Linked DNA regions of Mus musculus: region 2 is linked to region 1. Evidence: chromatin contacts called from public Hi-C data. All regions are on one chromosome and are shown on one strand. Each heading gives the region's core, a stretch centred on a gene start, on an enhancer-like site or on the middle of the called end of the contact. The rest is flanking DNA. Distances are from core to core; before and after follow the strand shown. Region 1 has its middle 21 kb from the start of Fam76b. Region 2 overlaps Endod1 (endonuclease domain containing 1).

The links. Hi-C and Micro-C count contacts between places; a contact is called where the count stands out from the background.
Region 2: a contact with region 1 is called in a Hi-C map of bone marrow-derived macrophages, with 13 read pairs. The contact joins two enhancer-like sites. A contact is called at or near these places in 2 of 15 datasets of contacts at CTCF or cohesin (CD8 T cells and the NIH/3T3 cell line), 4 of 484 Hi-C or Micro-C datasets (the C10 cell line, bone marrow-derived macrophages, cranial neural crest and 1 more), 9 of 115 datasets of contacts at active chromatin or transcription factors (the 230-238 cell line, acute myeloid leukemia, bone marrow-derived macrophages and 6 more) and 2 of 9 other capture datasets (adipose tissue and embryonic stem cells).

Annotation. Positions count from the first base shown.
Region 1 is chr9:13,847,061-13,851,156 of GRCm38.p6, reverse strand. It overlaps a transcript of Fam76b not described here. Among named protein-coding and RNA genes, the nearest start is that of Fam76b, 21 kb to the right of the region's middle. Within about 2 kb of position 1,921, at least 6 of the 459 cell types and tissues checked have an H3K27ac peak or open chromatin away from gene starts, as enhancers often do. A contact at or near this core is called in bone marrow-derived macrophages, where this site is marked.
Region 2 is chr9:14,363,850-14,367,945 of GRCm38.p6, reverse strand. All of the region lies in intron 1 of Endod1 (endonuclease domain containing 1), which reads left to right. Among named protein-coding and RNA genes, the nearest start is that of Gm34156, 3.6 kb to the left of the region's middle. Within about 2 kb of position 2,270, at least 121 of the 459 cell types and tissues checked have an H3K27ac peak or open chromatin away from gene starts, as enhancers often do. A contact at or near this core is called in bone marrow-derived macrophages, where this site is marked.

The DNA.
Region 1 (4,096 bases), core at 672-3,171:
TACACCTGTAACCTCAGTGTGTAGAAGGTAGAAGCCGCAGAATCAGTAGTTTAATGTCATTCTTGCCTACAGTGAGTTCAAGGCCAATAACCTGAACTGCCTCAAAACAAAGTAAAACTTAATAATACTGCTCTAAGTCTCCTTGCTTTGGTACAAGCCAAGCCAAAATAGTAAAATGAAGAGAGATGGCAGATGCTCTAGCTGGAGAAGGGCTGTGGCTATTGGCAGGATGCTAGTTGGTAGGCTAAGAAACCTTTGGAAACATTTGAAGAGATGTGTGAACTAACATTGTAGGAATATGTGTATACATATCACTTATAAAAATATATAAGACTGAAAGTCACGAGGTACCAAGACACACTAGACATTAGACAGCAAAGGGCCTTAGCTCCATCTTCACATCTGGCCCACCCCTTATTTCGAGTTTAACTCACTATCTTCCAGAAATCTAAGTTATCCATTGAACAAGCTGTAACATGCCAGGAGCATTGTTCAGAGCGCTAACACACTAGAACATTTGCTACAGTATGCCTATACACTGGACATTTACTCAAAAAAGGTTAAGATTTCATCTGAGAAAACTGACATGCTTATCCTGGCCCATAGTTGATAGGTTTTCACATAGCAAAGGAGGCACAGTCATTTGGGCTGCATTAAAAATCAACAACACAAGAAGAATTTGCAACAGAAGCCCAGTCTGTAAGATTCCTGGTTTCTAAGGCTGTCTTATTAGCAATGCCTAAGGGAAGCTTTACCATATAGAGAAAAGCAAAAACAAGAAACAAGCATAAGACAATGACCCTTTAAGAACCATCTACGGCAGTGGCCCTCGCCTTCCTATTGCTGTGTTCATTTAATACAGTTCCTCATGCTGTGGTGATCTCCCAACCAATAGAATTATCTCACGGCTACTTCATAACTGTCTTTTTTGCCGTTGTGAAATTGTAATGTAAATATTTAATATGCAGGACGGTCTTAGGTGACCGCTGTGCCCAGGGTCATCCAACCCTCAAAGGTTGAATGACTCCCTCCCTATAGGTTGAGAATCGTTCATCTAACTCAAGCAACAGCTTGATTCAAAGCATGCCACTTCTCATGCAGAGGGCACTGGGAGCATGGGAGCATCTTCTTGGCTGCCCAAGCTGTGTGTTGGATGGCACTAGGCTGCATCCACAGAAAAGCACAGTGATGCACACTATCCATGCCACACTTCCACAGAGCATACTGCCTTTGCTGGAGATGGCAACTTCTAATTCAGGTCTGCTAGGTCCTGGGTTTCCCTCCAGCACAATAAGAACAGGGATATTTGGGTGTACATAAAGGACAAAAATACACACTGTACTCTAAGCATTAGTGGGACCACTGGAAGTGAAATAAATGTTCAAATATTGTGTGATTTTTAAAAAAATTTACTTATTAATTATATGTAATTACACTGTAGCTATCTTCAGACACTCCAGAAGAGGGCATCAGATGTCGTGACAGATGGTTGTGAGCCACCATGTGGTTGCTGGGATTTGAACTCAGGACCTTTGGAAGAGCAGTCGGTGCTCTTACCTGCTGAGCCATCTCACCAGCCCCAGTGTGATGTTCTTAAAGAAATTTTAAAAATACTAACTCTGAATTCAAAAGCACTTCAACCAAAGAGAAAATGATACTTTCAAAGTCACTTTTATTGAGCTAATCAGTTGACTTGATTGGGAGTTGGGGGATATGATGGAATTATCCAAATTTAACCATTTCTGGAAACACACTCTCATGTATAAGAAAACATTCAACTATAAATTCACTAGGCTGGCGATGACTCAGCTTTTAAAGGCTAGGCTCACAACCAAAAACTAGGCTTGCTCTTACTGAAGCAGGTCCTAGGGCTGGTCTGGCTGAGAAGGAAACCACTGCATAGATAGCATGGTTTGGTAGCAGAGCCCTCCCTCTGGTGGACATTGGTAGGAATTTTCAGAAAGCTTAAAATGGCTCCAGGATTCATTGCGTGACCTGTAATTTTATACAAGTTGTTTTAAAGTCAAGGTGTTTGGGCTATTGGGCAGCTGAAATGTAAACCCATTCTGGGGGTTTCCAGTTAGAGGTGTTTGTATTTATCTCTTTGAAATCCTTCTGCTGGATTTCCAAGGGATGACTGCAGAAAGGGGGAGGGGGCGTTCGCGGGGTGGGGGTGGGGGTGTAGTTAGACCATGCCTGAGATATGAGAAGACAACTAACTCCCTTGACTTGCCACTATCTGAAGATGTGATGAGAAACCACTACCTGAGAATGGGCGCTCTCTCCACAAGTGGAATCAGCCAGCGCCTTCATCATGTACATGGCCTGTAAAACCATGAGAATCAGTGTTGTTAACAGGCCACCAATTTAAGGTACACTAATTTAAGGTTGAGATCAGATCTCAACCTGAGCTTGCAGCTACCTTTCCTAACAGCCCTTCGTTATGCAGGCGTGCAGCTACCGTTACTAACAGCTCTTGGTTGTGGAGGCTTTGTTTGCTGGAATGTGGGAAGGAGACCAATCTTTATTCCCTTGATCCCCAGAGCAGGCCCTCTCCAACCCTAGCTGTCCTGATTGTCCAAAAACACTGGAGACATTACTCTCAGAAATGATGACAGTGAAGTGTCACCAGAGGAAATGGAAGGGGATGGGGAGAGTAGTTAAATTCTGGTTATGTTATGAAGTTAGGGCTGGAAGAAATTTTGAAAGAACGGTCAGAGTGTGAGAAAGAGTCCGGGACAGTACTGAAGATTTGAGCCCCAACAAATTGAATTGTTTCCATCTAGGGTGAGAACATCAAGAGGGGCTTCCACTTGGACTGTTTGGGTACTTCTAAGCACTAGGACACAACTTTGGACATTAAATTTAAGAGGCTTAGGCTGGCAAGATAGTTCAATAGGAAAAGGTGCTTGCCACCAAACCTGACAACCTGAGTTCAAATCCTAGGGCTCACATTGGAGAGGCACACACACACACACACACACACACACACACACACAGGTTAAAATAGTAAAATATGTTTAAGAGGCTTAGACAACTAAATGGAGCTGCCAGCCAAGTTGCACTGAATACAGTATGAATAGGAAGGTAGATCTGATCTATTGTACGTTTATGCAGCACTAGACTTACAGATAACACTTAATGAACTAGAAAATGAGTATTGTTTTTAAAATTTAAAAGGAAACAGGATGGAAGCTCGAACAAAGGGATAAAAGGGGGAACAAGTACAGAAACAAGGCAGGAGTCACAGCAAGTGTGGAAAGCTGAACTTTTGCAGTTTACAGAACACAGTTGCATCATATTTCCTTTGGTAATTCCATCTTTTGCAGACTCTGCACTCCCTGCAACAATCTGATGCTTGCAGATCTTTGCACACTTTTGACTCCTCACAGTGACCTGGCACATGGCACATGAAAGTGATTGCCTGTGCTCTACCGCAGATCTCAAGTCCAGCCCTATACTTTTTTATAGCAGTGATTCCCTCTACTATGATCGAGAAACAGGAACCAAATTACACTGCAGCATGATGATGGCCACTACTCAGACATGAATGGAAGATGAACAGAATCAAGCCGTGGATGTCTTTTTACTTTCTTACTTGAATACTGGTTGTGCGTGTTTTCTTCAGTGAACACATATGTATTGAGTATAATTTCATGGGGGCTGTTGGTGTCAGTGCTTTGTCTTTTTAGTCAGGATCTCATTACATAGCCCAGGCTGGCCTCAAACTTGTGATTTTCCTGCCTCAGTTTCTCAAGTATCAGGACTCCAGGCATAAACAATGCTATTTGTGTAGCTTTATTAAGCTCTATCACAAAAATGGGGCATGCCAGGCATGGTGGTGCACACCTTTAATCCATCCATCTTTTTTCATGAGCTGAATCAAAACCAAGTATTTAATAGGAGTCACAAAGACTTGTAAAGAATAATTGTATCATTACCAATACTGGAAGATAATAAAATAACCAATATTCAAAATCTATTGTGTAAGTTTTATGGTTGTGTTTGTCTGCATTGTAACTACATACATAAATTCACTGACTGTTTCATTCCATTGGTTTATCTTCTGTAACCGTTCATAGTGACATGCTCAGAT
Region 2 (4,096 bases), core at 1,021-3,520, 520 kb before region 1:
TGTCTCTGCAGCAAAGAGAACTATTGTCTTTTCATTGTCTAGAACAGGAGATAGGATCAGGAGTCACCATTGCTCAAAGCCCTGCAGTCTGTAAGGTAGATGTCCACATTTTCCCTATTTCTTCCTCATTCCATTTCCATCCCATCTCCTTTTCCTTTATCTCAGTGTTAGCATGGAAGCCAGTGCTTCATATGTGTACTGGCTAGTTTTGTGTCAACTTGACACAGCTGGAGTTATCACAGAGAAAGGAGCTTCAGTTGGGGAAGTGCCTCCATGAGATCCAACTGTAAGGCATTTTCTCAATTAGTCATCAAGGGGAAAGGCCCCTTGTGGGTGGGACCATCTCTGGGCTGGCAGTCTTGGTTCTATAAGAAAGCAGGCTGAGCAAGCCAGGGGAAGCAAGCCAGTAAAGAACATTCCTCCATGGCCTCTGCATCAGCTCCTGCTTCCTGACCTGCTTGAGTTCCAGTCCTGACGTCCTTGGTGATGAACAGCAGTATGGAAGTGTAAGACAAATAAACCCTTTCCTCCCCAACTTGCTTCTTGTTCATGATGTTTGTGCAGGAATAGAAACCCTGACTAAGACAATATGTGTCAGGCAAGGTCTCGTTGGCTTTGGCGCTCCATTATAGTGATAATCTGATATGGAGATGCTGTCCATAAACATGTTCTGAGTTTTCAGATGGCGCTGACATTGGTCCCTCAGGTGGAGTCCTGTGCCTATGCACCTTGTTGGCCAGGCCCTTTGCTGCTCTCTTCTGAAGTGCTCTTCTCATCTCCCAGCTGCAAGGACCAAGACAAGCTGCCGCTGCGCTTGCTTTCCCAGTTTTATCCTGGCATCTGCAAGTTTGCATTGTCTACAAGGCCCCTGCCCTTTATCCATTCCAGGCTTACTGGATTTTCTAATAACAGGGTCCCTGATATTTAGCCTCACTGATGCAAGAACTGTGGACTCAACTACTTTTAATCACATGCACAGGGACATGGGGTTGGGTGGGTCTGACATGAGAATACACTAGGAGATTCTCAGACACAGGAAACACAGGGACATGGGGTTGGGTGGGTCTGACATGAGAATACACTAGAAGATTCTCAGACACAGGAAACACAGGGACATGGGGTTGGGTGGGTCTGACATGAGAATACACTAGGAGATTCTCAGACACAGGAAACACAGGGACATGGGGTTGGGTGGGTCTGACATGAGAATACACTAGGAGATTCTCAGACACAGGAAACACAGGGACATGGGGTTGGGTGGGTCTGACATGAGAATACACTAGGAGATTCTCAGACACAGGAAACACAGGGACATGGGGTTGGGTGGGTCTGACATGAGAATACACTCGAAGATTCTCAGACACAGGAAACACAGGGACATGGGGTTGGGTGGGTCTGACATGAGAATACACTAGAAGATTCTCAGACACAGGAAAGGAGGCAAATTACTCAGGTCTCAAAGGAACCAGGCTGGGAAATTTCAGGAAACAAGATGACTGTGATCCTTAAAGTTTTGTTTTCTCTCCCAAATTAAATAATATATATGTGTTTGTGTTTCTACCTGGTGGGGGTAGGTGCAGGTGCACGTGCCACGGTCCGCAGGACACAGCATGCCTGTGGCACTCAGAGGAGCTTTGGGGGCAACAGTTCTCTTCTTCATGGGTTCCATGAATTGAACACAGAAATCTGCATTCTAACAGGGAATGATATGTTTGCAGATGAACTGAATTCGGAGACTTAGCGATTTAAGATGTTAGGAATGGGGACTCCTAATTTTACCTGACAACTCTGAATTCAGTACCACATGTGACTGTCAAAAGAGTTGCTCTGGAAAGGCAAACAATGTCCAGTGCAAAAGAGACTGTGCCATAGGGAAGGAACCCAAGGCAACTGGGCTTGTAACCTGAGAGAATTCTGCAAGCTGGAAAGGCCTGAGAGGAACCAGTCTCTTTCTTACGCTCCCAGGAGATTGAATGGGGACCTCAGCAAGAGCAGGGGCAGCCAGAGCAGTCCCCAGAGAGCTGGCTTGCCCTGGTGCAGCCCTCCCCTTGGGGCTTCCTTTCCAGCACTGACTGCCAGTTTGGAATTGGTGTGTTCTATTTTAATTTCTTTTCAAGAAAAAGTCTGAAGTGGAAAGGGTTTCTTTTTCCCCAGCGATTCTGAGTCAGTTGATGAGAAGGTGGTCTGAGTATCCTTGCAGGTCATACAGCACTTAACTCATGGGTGTGCCCAGCCAGGCTGGCTGCTGGAAGCCAAAGCAGGAAGGTGTGTGTGGTCAGGGAGCCCAGAGGAAGGTGATTCACCAGGAAGAAGGCCAGTAGGCCCGTTATGGTACCAGACACTCAGCACAGGAAATGGAAACCTCTTGATTTCTGGGTCTAAAAAAAGCAGAAGAAAGAACATTAGCATCCATCTAAATCCTCTGCAGCTGCCTCTCTTCTCAGGGGATTCGGAATTACAGATGCCTCCTAGTAGGGAGTTAGGCAGGCTCATTTCTTTATGGGTGGGTCAGTACTTCCTTTGTTCTGGGAGCTGGAAGGCTTCCTCTCTGTCCCTCCTCCATCCATTGCAGCAAGGCTGCTGTTTGAGGCTCCCTGGATCTTTGTTGTTGTTGTTGTTGTTGAAAGGCAGTTCCTTATTATCCATAGTGAGATGTTTGGGTGGAAGCCTTCTGGCCCCAAAGACAGTTAACTCCCGTGTTGGATCACAGGGAGCCTTTCTGCTCTAGACAGTTCTGGTAAGATCATCTATCCTATTGATTGATGATTCTAGCTCAAGGTTCTTGCCCTTCCTGGTAAGGAGGGACTTCTTCTACCCAGTGGTGACGGACAGGGCGTGTGTGCGCATGCGCATGCGCGTACTTGCTCATCATCTTCATTCAGCAGAACACACACCATTCAGCCTGCTCTATTATTCAAGACTTATTAAAAAATAAAAATAAAACAAGGCTGTAGGAAGACTCTGTCCCCAGTTAAACTGGTGTTCACTGGGTCGGCTCCCCTATGAGTGCTTATCTGGTTGTGGCTTAAAATTCTCCAAGGGGAAGGAAACGCCACCCTTGCCAAGGCAGCCCACCCAAGCTTAAAGTCCGCTTTGATGACTCTTCTTCAGCATACCTTTTCCTAGTGGAAGTTTGTGAGGCAGCAACAGAGAAAGGACAATCTGCTCTCTTCCCAGTCTCTTGTAAACTGTGATGAATCCTGCGTGCATCCTGTGGGTAGGCTGTCGTGCCAGGTGTGTAGCAGAGACCGTTGGACACTAGCCTTGACCCATCAGTTCAGCCGCTCAGACAGATGGGTGAATGCACTTGGCAGGGACTGACTGGAAATGTAAGATCCATGGCTCTCATCCTTTCTTTTTCATTTTTTTTTCTTTTTTTCTTTTCTTTTCTTTCTTTTTTTGTTTCTGTTTTTGTTTTTTTTGTTTGTTTGTTTTTGTCTTTTCAGGGCAAGGTGTTTCTGTGTAGCTCTGGTTGTCCTTGAACCTTCTCTGTAGAGCATGCTGGCTTTGAACTCAGAGCTCTATCTGCCTCTGCTTCCCTAGTGCTGGAAATAAAAGTCATGTGCCACTGTGCCTTAAACAGAGTAAGAGATAGCTTATTCTGGTGCCATTTTGAGTGACTGTGGCCCTGAAAGACACATTTAGGTTACTCAAAAGTTCATGTTCCAATATGGAAGTAGTCTCACAAGGTTTTTATAGTTTTACAGAACAAAAAGAGTCATGCATCAAGGCAAGTTTAAAATACATTGCTGGGTGTGGCAGAGAGGCAGGTTCATGGAAGTGAAGGGAACTTTTGTACAGATGTAAGATGCTGTCTGATAACACAGTTAGCTCTTTGACTGGTGGAATTAAGTTAGTAGCTTCTAAGAGGTTTTTGTTTAGATACAAAGTTGGGAAGGAATGTCTGTTTCAGAAGGCTGAAGTTAACCCAAGATGAAGCCTCTGAACCTGCAAAATTTCAGTTTTTCCACAGTACTGAAATTCCAGTTTGTCCATCAATCTCTGCAAACACAGAAACCTTCCAGGAGGTTTTGTTTGTAGCTGGACACAGCTTCTCTTCATTCATAGTAGTCATCTTGCTAAATCTCCTCAGCCT